Linked DNA regions of Hordeum vulgare: region 2 is linked to region 1. Evidence: chromatin contacts called from public Hi-C data. All regions are on one chromosome and are shown on one strand. The core of a region is the stretch at or near the end of the contact, and the rest is flanking DNA. Distances in the headings are between cores, read along the strand shown. Region 1 holds the start of LOC123430044 (ras-related protein RABC2a-like). Region 2 holds the start of LOC123430073 (E3 ubiquitin-protein ligase RZFP34-like).

Evidence for each region. Hi-C and Micro-C count contacts between places; a contact is called where the count stands out from the background.
Region 2: a contact with region 1 is called in a Hi-C map of seedling, with 5 times the contacts expected there. The contact joins the promoter of LOC123430073 here to the promoter of LOC123430044 in region 1. A contact is called at or near these places in 3 of 6 Hi-C or Micro-C datasets (leaf and seedling) and 1 of 1 datasets of contacts at active chromatin or transcription factors (embryo).

The regions. Positions count from the first base shown.
Region 1 is chr1H:250,207,399-250,211,807 of MorexV3_pseudomolecules_assembly, reverse strand. It overlaps LOC123430044 (ras-related protein RABC2a-like), which reads left to right and starts at 2,579. Exons shown (of 6, transcript XM_045113972.1): 1 at 2,579-3,036. The coding sequence starts at 2,883.
Region 2 is chr1H:250,432,385-250,437,095 of MorexV3_pseudomolecules_assembly, reverse strand. LOC123430073 (E3 ubiquitin-protein ligase RZFP34-like) reads left to right here and starts at 3,402. Exons shown (of 11, transcript XM_045113991.1): 1 at 3,402-3,603; 2 at 3,692-3,779; 3 at 3,939-3,998. The coding sequence starts at 3,578.

The DNA of each region.
Region 1 (4,409 bases), core at 1,330-3,829:
TTCTCACAAATTTGATTTCCGAAGCAATAAATGTAGCACTCTCCCTCTCATTGGACTTGCATGATGCATGTAGGAAAGATGCATGCATAGCCACTAATTCCTTCCTCTTATCTCTATGAATTAAATACAATGTGAGACTCAAAATACTTTGACTCATTTATACTAAAAATTAAGCCTAATATAATAAAAATCTATTTTTTTAGACGAGCCCTATAAACCGAAAAGGAGGGAGTATGTAGTAACATAGATGTCACCCTATCGAATAATATGTTGTGACAGCTAATTCATGAGCAGAAAGAGAAATTGAGTAACATAGCTAGTTACTCATACTATGAGTAACATCACACATATCAAGACAAGATGAGTCTATAAGCTAATAATAAATAAAAGGTTCAATATTACTACTCACTATGAAAGTAGTAACTTGGATTGATAGCATATGTATGTTACGCCCCGTCTTAGTTTGCAAAACATGCGTGTGGTTCTAGGTCATTGATTTGACTAACTAAACATCCGTTATATGTCACAAAAAATATACCATTAGATTCTTAAGCGGATGTAGTTTCTAAACATATATTTTTCATCACATATGATATATATTTAGCTAGTTAAATTTTCAACCTAAAATCACGCGCATGCCATGTAAACTCAGACAGAGAAAGTACTACTCTATGTTACTTCTTATTATGGGTAGTTTTAGGAGATGAAACTGAAGTCCACATGAGGCATTGCGGTCTCAACAACATGTGGTGATCGGGCCATGCACGTATATAGGGGCAGTGAAGAAGAGAATAGGCAACACGTAGAGCTCCCTATGATTTATGATCCCGAGGCTCACACACATTTTCGTCGGGGTCGGTTGATGCATGAGAACATTTGTAAGAGTATCTATAGCTGGACCTTTCAAATGACCCCTTACACGTCCACGAACGCGCCTGGTCAGTGACCGAATACGAGAAAAAAAAGAAAAAAAGTGATCAAATTGGACCCCTCATATCGTTCTTATATGTCCGGACTGTCTGCGAACCCTCATATACATCTCAAATATGGGGAGGATATAAGAGTTCGCGGACGCATCCGAACGTGGCCGGTCAGTCCGCCACATAGGACGCGGCCCTACTCCGAACTACCTTTTTCTTTTATTTATTCATTCTTTTCCTCTTCATCAATCACGTGCAAGTGACCGGACATACAAGGAAGAAAATAAAAACTATGACCACACATATGAATAAATAAAAGACACGCCCAGTCACTGATCGAAGCGTCCATAAACGTTTAAAGATCATATTTGCAATATCCAGTCGTAGATACTCTAAGTTAACATAATTCTCAGCGTAAAAAAAACACGCCACAAGGCAAAAGAAGTCTCCCGGTGAGTGCCGTTGCGTGCACACAGTTATATGAAAGCTACACCTTCCAAACTACCACACCTTAATAAGACTAAAGACAACAACTGAAATATATTCCGTTTGCAAATATAAATCTTTTTAAGAATTTTACTAAATGACTACATATAAAAAAATCAATAAATCTATATTTTAAAAACCTTTAAAATTTTATATTTAAAAAGGGAAGGAGCGGTAAGTACTCCCTTCGTTTAAACTTATTTGTTGTATAAATATATTTAAATTGAAATACATTTAGATACATTTATTCCTACGATGAATATTTTTAAACAAAGAGAATATATCATACTGTATCATATGTCTACAAAGATTCTGTTTGAAAAACATGCGCATGCTGAGTCACATGACATTATCGATCACGTCATCTCGGTCGGAGCCTGGAGAGGCCGGCCGGACACGTCAATGTCGTAGTTACGCAGACAAAATCTACGTGCCGGCCAAAGCGACACACGCGTCGCCAGGTGTGGCATGACTACGCCTAAGATACAAGTCTGTGCGTACGTATACCTGGTCTGGTCTTTCCATCAACATCAACGGTCACACACACAAAAACAAACACATGCTACTACGTACCATCTCTGCAGCAGCAACAACATTATTCGCCCCATCAATCATACACTCAACACGTAGTTGGATGGTTGAAGAGGCTGGTTAAATAGAATGTGATATCCAAGCGTTTAAATCATAATGCTCATATTTCTTCTTGTATTTATTTTAAATTTTCCGATGCTACGGATGAGATGTTTTCATCAAAGACGATGTGTCGCAACTTTGTAAATTTTAAGATGATATGTCAAGACTTTGTAAATTTTAAATTTTAAGATAATATGTCGCTTTAATTTCTCGAAGGCATTCATAGGAATAAGATATGCGTGTGTATGTTTATAAATATGAGTGTATGCATGTTATATAAACGTTTGTGTGTTAAAAAAATTCATACGTGGCGGTTTGTTTAAAAGTCATCATTCATCACTCCAAGTCAAGAAACGAACCCCACCTCTCCGCACCGATCGGGCCGGGACCCCGTCGCGCTCAGCGCAACGAGCCAGAAAACGCCCCGCCCCGCCCCGACCCGACCCAACCTGACCGACCCAAGCGCGCCTCGCGGGTCGATCGCAGCGCGCAGACAGGGACAAAGCCAAACACCACCCGACTCATACCCCGGCAGACTGGCACGCATCATCGTTTCGTTTTCCAGCCGGATCGATCGATCGATCAGACGCGCTCGCGCGGCCGGCCTCCGCCTTCTCCCGCGCCACTTGGACCGGACGGAAGCTCTCGGCCCCGCGGCTCCTGCCATAAACCAGGCCAGCCGTCGCGCGGCGCCCCACCTCTCCTCTCGCCCGGTCAAAGCCAGAGAGCACCAGCCTCAACCTGGCTGGCGGCTGCCGCCTTCCCCTCCGCTTCTAATCCTCCGCCCCTCCCCGCCTGTGACCATCGGCTCGACCGGCGCCGAATCTGGGACGGCGCGGGGGGATGGGGGTGTCGCCGGTGTCGCCGGGGGCCAGCGCCGGCTACGAGTGCTCCTTCAAGATCCTCCTCATCGGGGACTCGGGCGTCGGCAAGAGCAGCCTCCTCCTCAGCTTCGTCGCCGCCGCCAACCTCGACGACGACATCGCGCCCACCATCGGTACCTCCTCTTCTTAGCCTACACTTACCCCACCGCCGCAGCACGCCACGTCCACTCCGATCGCTCTCTCGCTCTGCTTGCCAGTACCAGACTAGCACGAGGTTCAGTGTACGCTCGGCGTATTGCTTCGGAGTATATAGTGTAGCGGTAGTAGCCTAGTAGGTAGCGGATTAAGGGCATCACCGACCGCTTCCGCCCATTTCGGTGAACGAAACCTTTTCCTTTTAAGTTTCAATTAATAATGTCCGTGCTGTTCTCTGCTTTTGATTCTGCTGAATTGTCTCGACTTTCTTGTTGTTTGTTGGCGTTGGCCGGCCAGGGCTGGGAGTTTTATTCTCCATCGCTATGTACCATATGTAGTTGGTCTTATGTGCCACTAATAGGTTGGTCCCCCCCATCAACCCATTTACAAGAAATGCTTAAATGCCAGGGGAAAAAAGCGATCCATGCTTTGTGCAACAAAACCTGATTGCGCACTAAAGAATTTTACTACGCGGTACCTTATTTTCTATCTCAAGCAACCGTTTCAGAGAAGTCATTTGGACAATTTTACATTGCACGTAGTCTATGGGAATGGTCCCAACTCCCTGACTGCCCTTATGTCCTTCCCGCCACTACTTAGAGCAACTCCAATGGGGCGACCCATTTCGTCCGCCGCCGTCCGTTTGGGTCGACACGGACAAAAGTGATGGCCCAACGCGCCGATCCATTTTGAAAACACGTCCGCTCCGCGTCCGCGTCGACCCATTTCCGGCCCAAATTTGGGACTGAAATGCGTCGGCGCGGACGCGAAGCGGACGCGCGCGCCTTCTCGGTGTTCGCCCCCAACCACCGTGGTCAACATTATTTATGACGGCCGCCATCCTCGGACCCACGCGTCAGCGACTGCGACCGGCCTTTTTTAATCCGACCGTGCGGTGGGTTCCGCCATCTGCTTCCAGAACCCTGCCCGTCCACATCCCGCCACCTCCTCGGCGACCAAAACCCTAGCACCATGGCCGGTGGCTTCCCAAACAAGGGCAAGGCCCCGCTCTACCCCCGCGCCATCTCCCCGTCGCCGTCTTCCCACCGGCCTCGCCAGCGTGTGAGCGTCCCGGCGCACCAAGCGCGGTGGCACTGGGAGCACCGTGTGCCGCTCCCTTACCCCGATGTCACGTTGCCGCACGGCTGGCATCTGGATCCGGAGAGGATCCCAGTGCCGGCCGTGCCGCGGTCGGCGTGGGTGCATGCGGAGGAGGTGAGCCGCCGTCGGCGTCTGCTGACGACGGAGCAGCGGCGAGACCCAATGTACGCGGCTGACTCCCCCAACTGGGAGTTGTGGTCCACGGTGGAGAACGAGGAGCAGCGCCGTCGTGGCGTGCGCGAAGTGCAGC
Region 2 (4,711 bases), core at 2,153-4,652, 220 kb before region 1:
CCGTCGTGAAAAAACCACAACACTTCACATGGCGTTGATTCGTTTCATCAAGCACATCCTCCATGGAGATCTTGCAACCCCATATCATCTTGGCACCAAAGCTTGGGTTGAGACGGTAGGATCTTGTATCCCTAGTTTAGTTCGTGTTCATGTTCAACCTAAATCCACACAATAGCCCCACAACAAATAGTCCTTCTAGAGTAGTCGTGCACCAAAGGCCCTATCCGGCCTCACAACACTTCTCCCTTTGATTGAGCCCGTGAAGTCAAGAATCTGCTCCACCTCCCGGTCCATTTCCCATTGGATGCTCATGATCATAAGCATCTCAGCTTCTTTGTATGAATCCGATGAAAAGAAGAACTCCTTTTGAAACAATTCATCAAGCTTTGTGGGTCCATATTCATCGTCCGACGAATCAGTAGAATCCATCATTTACTACAGAAAATGGGTCGGACATTCTGTCGTACATATGGAGGGCAAGGTGTAGTCCAAGAGTAGCCGGAGAGTATCACGGCAGCGTTCGGGCCGGCGACCGTGTGAGCAAGACCATAGGGGAAGTGTTTTGGTGGTGATGCTGAAACTACAGGCTGAGTACGGCAGCAGAGCTAGGGGAGGGACGACGTAGACGAGGTAGAAGAGAGGAGAGGAACACGGACGAATATGCAAGGTGGGGGGGGGGGTTGATGCAATTTGAGGTGGGGTTTGGTATGTCTGGTCTGATGTGCTCGACGCACTCGGGCCTTCCCATATCCACCCCAAATTTGGGCTGGATATGAGGGGCGCCAGTGCGCCCAGACGTTTGAGATCGGTTTCAGGCGTCCGTCTCACTTGGTTATTGCCATGCATGACACATATGAACATCATTTAATATTCTCTTTGTCCTGGAATAATTGTCTTAGATTTGTCTAGATACAAATATACCTAGACATGTTTTTAGTGTTAGATACATCTGTATTTAGAAAAAATTAAGACAAAGGTAATGTGAGACAATATCATATCGTATACTCAATCCACTTGTCTTTAGTTTATAATTTTGGGCCATCAAGAATGGCTAGTTGACATACATATTATCTATGACTAGTAAGTATACCATGAGTAATGTAGTCCTAGATTGAGATTAATCATGTTGTTGCACTCGCAAAATAATCTCTATTTTGGAATATTAAAAAAATAACAACAATAAAGAAATTTTGGTGCAACAATAGCAATAGAATTTTGATTGATCGCCTTGTCATCCTCATATGAATTGCCTCCTCCGACCATGATGACACTACACGACGCCGCTTAATTATAAGCTTTACCCGGTGGTGTTCACCTTGCGAGAATTTCACCATATCTTCCTAAGCCTAGTTGGTGAGGGGATAGTATTCAGTGGTCAGCACCTTTCGGCAATTTTATCATATGTCTAATATGCCAATTGAACAACACACGGATGAAAAATCCCATAATAACAAATTCTCTGTCCAGATACGAAGGCTGATGGGATGGGATCCCACATGATCACTAACAAGAACTGAATGTTCCAAACGGAAACTAATGGGATCAAGGTAAAATAGACGACCAAACCTGATAATGTAGCCTGTAGCGGCCGGACACTCCTCACACACCTCCGCTGCTGTATGAGAGAACTGTTTTGGTTCAAATATATGGGTCAAATATGATGGGATCAAAATAGTTCTTTCAGATGCGTGAGAGATGGTGGCGCCCCGTATGCCACTGCAAGTTGCTAGATTTTCCATCCGTGACCTCCTCTGCTCCTCCCACGGTCTTACTGTCTCCCACCATCGGTAGCCACCAGAAGATCTCCCACCAGCCATTGCGCCACCAGCCGGTGTCCCGCTATGCATCGCCACTCTCTGCCCCTGCCATTGGAGTGGAGACATGGGGTTGATGCAGTAGAGTCTACAAGGAAAAGATGGGATTGCGCCACCACCCCGTGTCCCGCCGCCCGTTGCGCCATGAGTCGGTCTCCTGCCGTCCGTTGCCACTCGTTCGTCCCTGACATGGCAGAGGAGAACATGGGTGTGTGGCAGTAAAGCTTAAGGGGAGAAAATGAGGTGGAGCAAGGACAGGGAGATCGAGTTACCTAGGTTGTCACTCATCGATGCCATAGACGCACCGCTCCTGCTCATCGCCCTCCCCGCAGCAGGAGGTCAGCGACGGTGATAAAGCCCCATGAGATCTAGAGCGATGGAATTGGGGGAAGGTGGGAGCCTAGAAGGTCGGACGACGTGGGTAAGTGATTTTTTTTTCTTTCGAGCGAGGAGGCCTTTCTTTGGCACACGCGCGGAGGACGGATCGAACGAGGCGAGGGAAACGAGGTTGAACCATCACGACAGCAGATTCTTCTTTAAAGATACTTTCATTATGACCAACCTCAAAACACCCCAAAAAATGCAGATGCATTTTACACAGTGTAGGTCTTCTTTTACGAATATAGAATGTAGGTTATTTAAATAAAAGGTTGTGAGTATCAATTTTTTTAAGAGAAAAATTCTGATCTATTTATTTTCAATCATAATAGTACAATGAATATAAAAAGAATAATAAAAATCATATCTAGATTTGTAAACTACATAGCAACGATTCTTATCATCAAAGCGAGCCGAAAGCGCATCGTCGTCATCATCCACCCTTCACCGAAGGCAAACAAAACATTGTGTGTAGACAATTAGAAAGTGGGCAAGTAGGATCAGTGCATGCTGTGGGTAACCTTGAATGGTACGTGCACAAGCTGGTCCGGCGACCCCGCACGCTATCCGCTCCTACGTCTACGTGTAACCGCCGTCATCCTAATCCGCTTCCAGCCACGGCGCCGTTCTACTCTCTATCTGGTCCGCCGACTCCGTGGGCGCGTATCTTATTGCTGCTGCCGGCAACTTGCCTTATTTTTTGTTGGCGCGGATGGTGATTGACGGGTTCATCGGTACAATTAGCCTTTCCAGCTCACGTCTAGTGCATCATCCCAACAAGTTTGCTTCGAACATATCGTCAAATAAATAAAAGAGGATAAAAGAGTTGACATGGTTATGTCCACTGCATCTCAAAAGGAAATTCCTTACAAAAAAAATTCTGGGTGAGAGTCTTCTTTTTTACATTATTATAGGGAGTATTAAATTTTACATTATTGTACGGAGTATTAAACTTGGAATTCTTGTCATGGAAAGAAGAAGATGGCGCACAAACTCCTGTCTCAAACTAAATTTCTTAATTTTAATATATTTTTGTATTAAAGTTAATATAAAATTAAGATGCATATTTTAAAACGAAAGGAGTATAAAACTTGAACTCCTGAAATGAAATGAAATGAAAAGAAAAAACAGAGAAGCTGGTCCAGGTCCAGGTCCAGCCCCCCACCCGGCAGTCCGCCTATATACCCGGCCCGCGTCCCGCGCTTCTCCTCCAACACGCACAGCACAGCCTCCCCATTCTTTCTTACTAATTCCCGCCGGGCGCGGGCGCGGGCGCGGGCGCGGACGTAGGGCAGCGAGGCTCTCCCGGACCCCCGCCTCCTTCCTCTCTTCCGGCGGAGCGGCGTCGCCTCTCGGAGGCACGAAAGCGGGAGACGGCCGGACAGATGGATTTGGGGGCAGAGCAGCACGGGTAAGCAAATCAAACCAAGCAGCTTTTCAGTTGGAGGGAGACGGTCTTTCTCGGGTTTACCGCTGATTCGATGAGTTCCGGGGTGAAGCTGCGAGCATTACACGAGGAGGTGCAGGATACGGGCGCCCTGCTGCGGCGAGGTCTTCGGCTGCCGGCATTGCCACAACCAAGCTAAGGTCTGCATACACCGCCCTTTTCCTTTTCCTTTTCCTTTTCCTTTCTCCCCAACGCCAACGCCAGCGCCATATGCCGTGCGGTTTTTGGGTCGGTCCGACTGTGCTCTGAATTCGGAGCAGTTCTGAGACATTTGGGCTTGTCTGTGTTGGTTGCTGCAGAATTCGCTCGAGGTGGACGTCCTCGACCGGCACGACATCCCCCGCCACGAAATCAGCAAGGTGCGTGTGTGTGCTCCGTAGCACCCTCTGTTACTTAATTCAACCCCAAGTCATTCCTTACTTTGATGTACGCCTTGGACCTTCTTCTTCCTCCTCCACTGGCCACTGGGTACCGGCGGTAGAATTGCAATCCCAGTTGCTCACTCCCTTTCAACCCTGTGGTCATGGCTATGCACGCATGGACAGTTCCAAGCCACCAACTGCCATGCAGTGGCCAAGGGAGCCCGGTCGCCCATCCCAACATCTTTTTTCTTTCGCCCGGTTTCGTCAGATAAGGTTTATCTTGAATGACGGCCCGCCGGGTCTTGATATTTCTGTTTTATATTCCGATTCTCGCCATCAAGATGGGCGCAAGTGGCCGGCATCTGTGGTCATCCACGCCACATGATTGTTAGGTAGGCCCGTCCGTCCATGCGGCGGATGCGACGATGTGTCGGCGTCGCCACACGGAAGGCGGCTTGGAGAAAAAGGGGAAAGGGGAAAGGCAGTCGAAGAAATGGAAAGGGCAAAGGATGCTTCGCTGTCAACCAAGATTATTTTTTCTGATTTAACGGCACTTCAATGATTGAGCTGGCGCATAATTGAAGCGCATGATTGCATCCGGTAGCCATGTACTCCTAGCTACCTGGTCCATGGATGGCGCATACCTGATTGCATCCGCCATGTGTCCATGTCCACTAGCTCTCTGGTCATATAATTGTATTGACCAATAA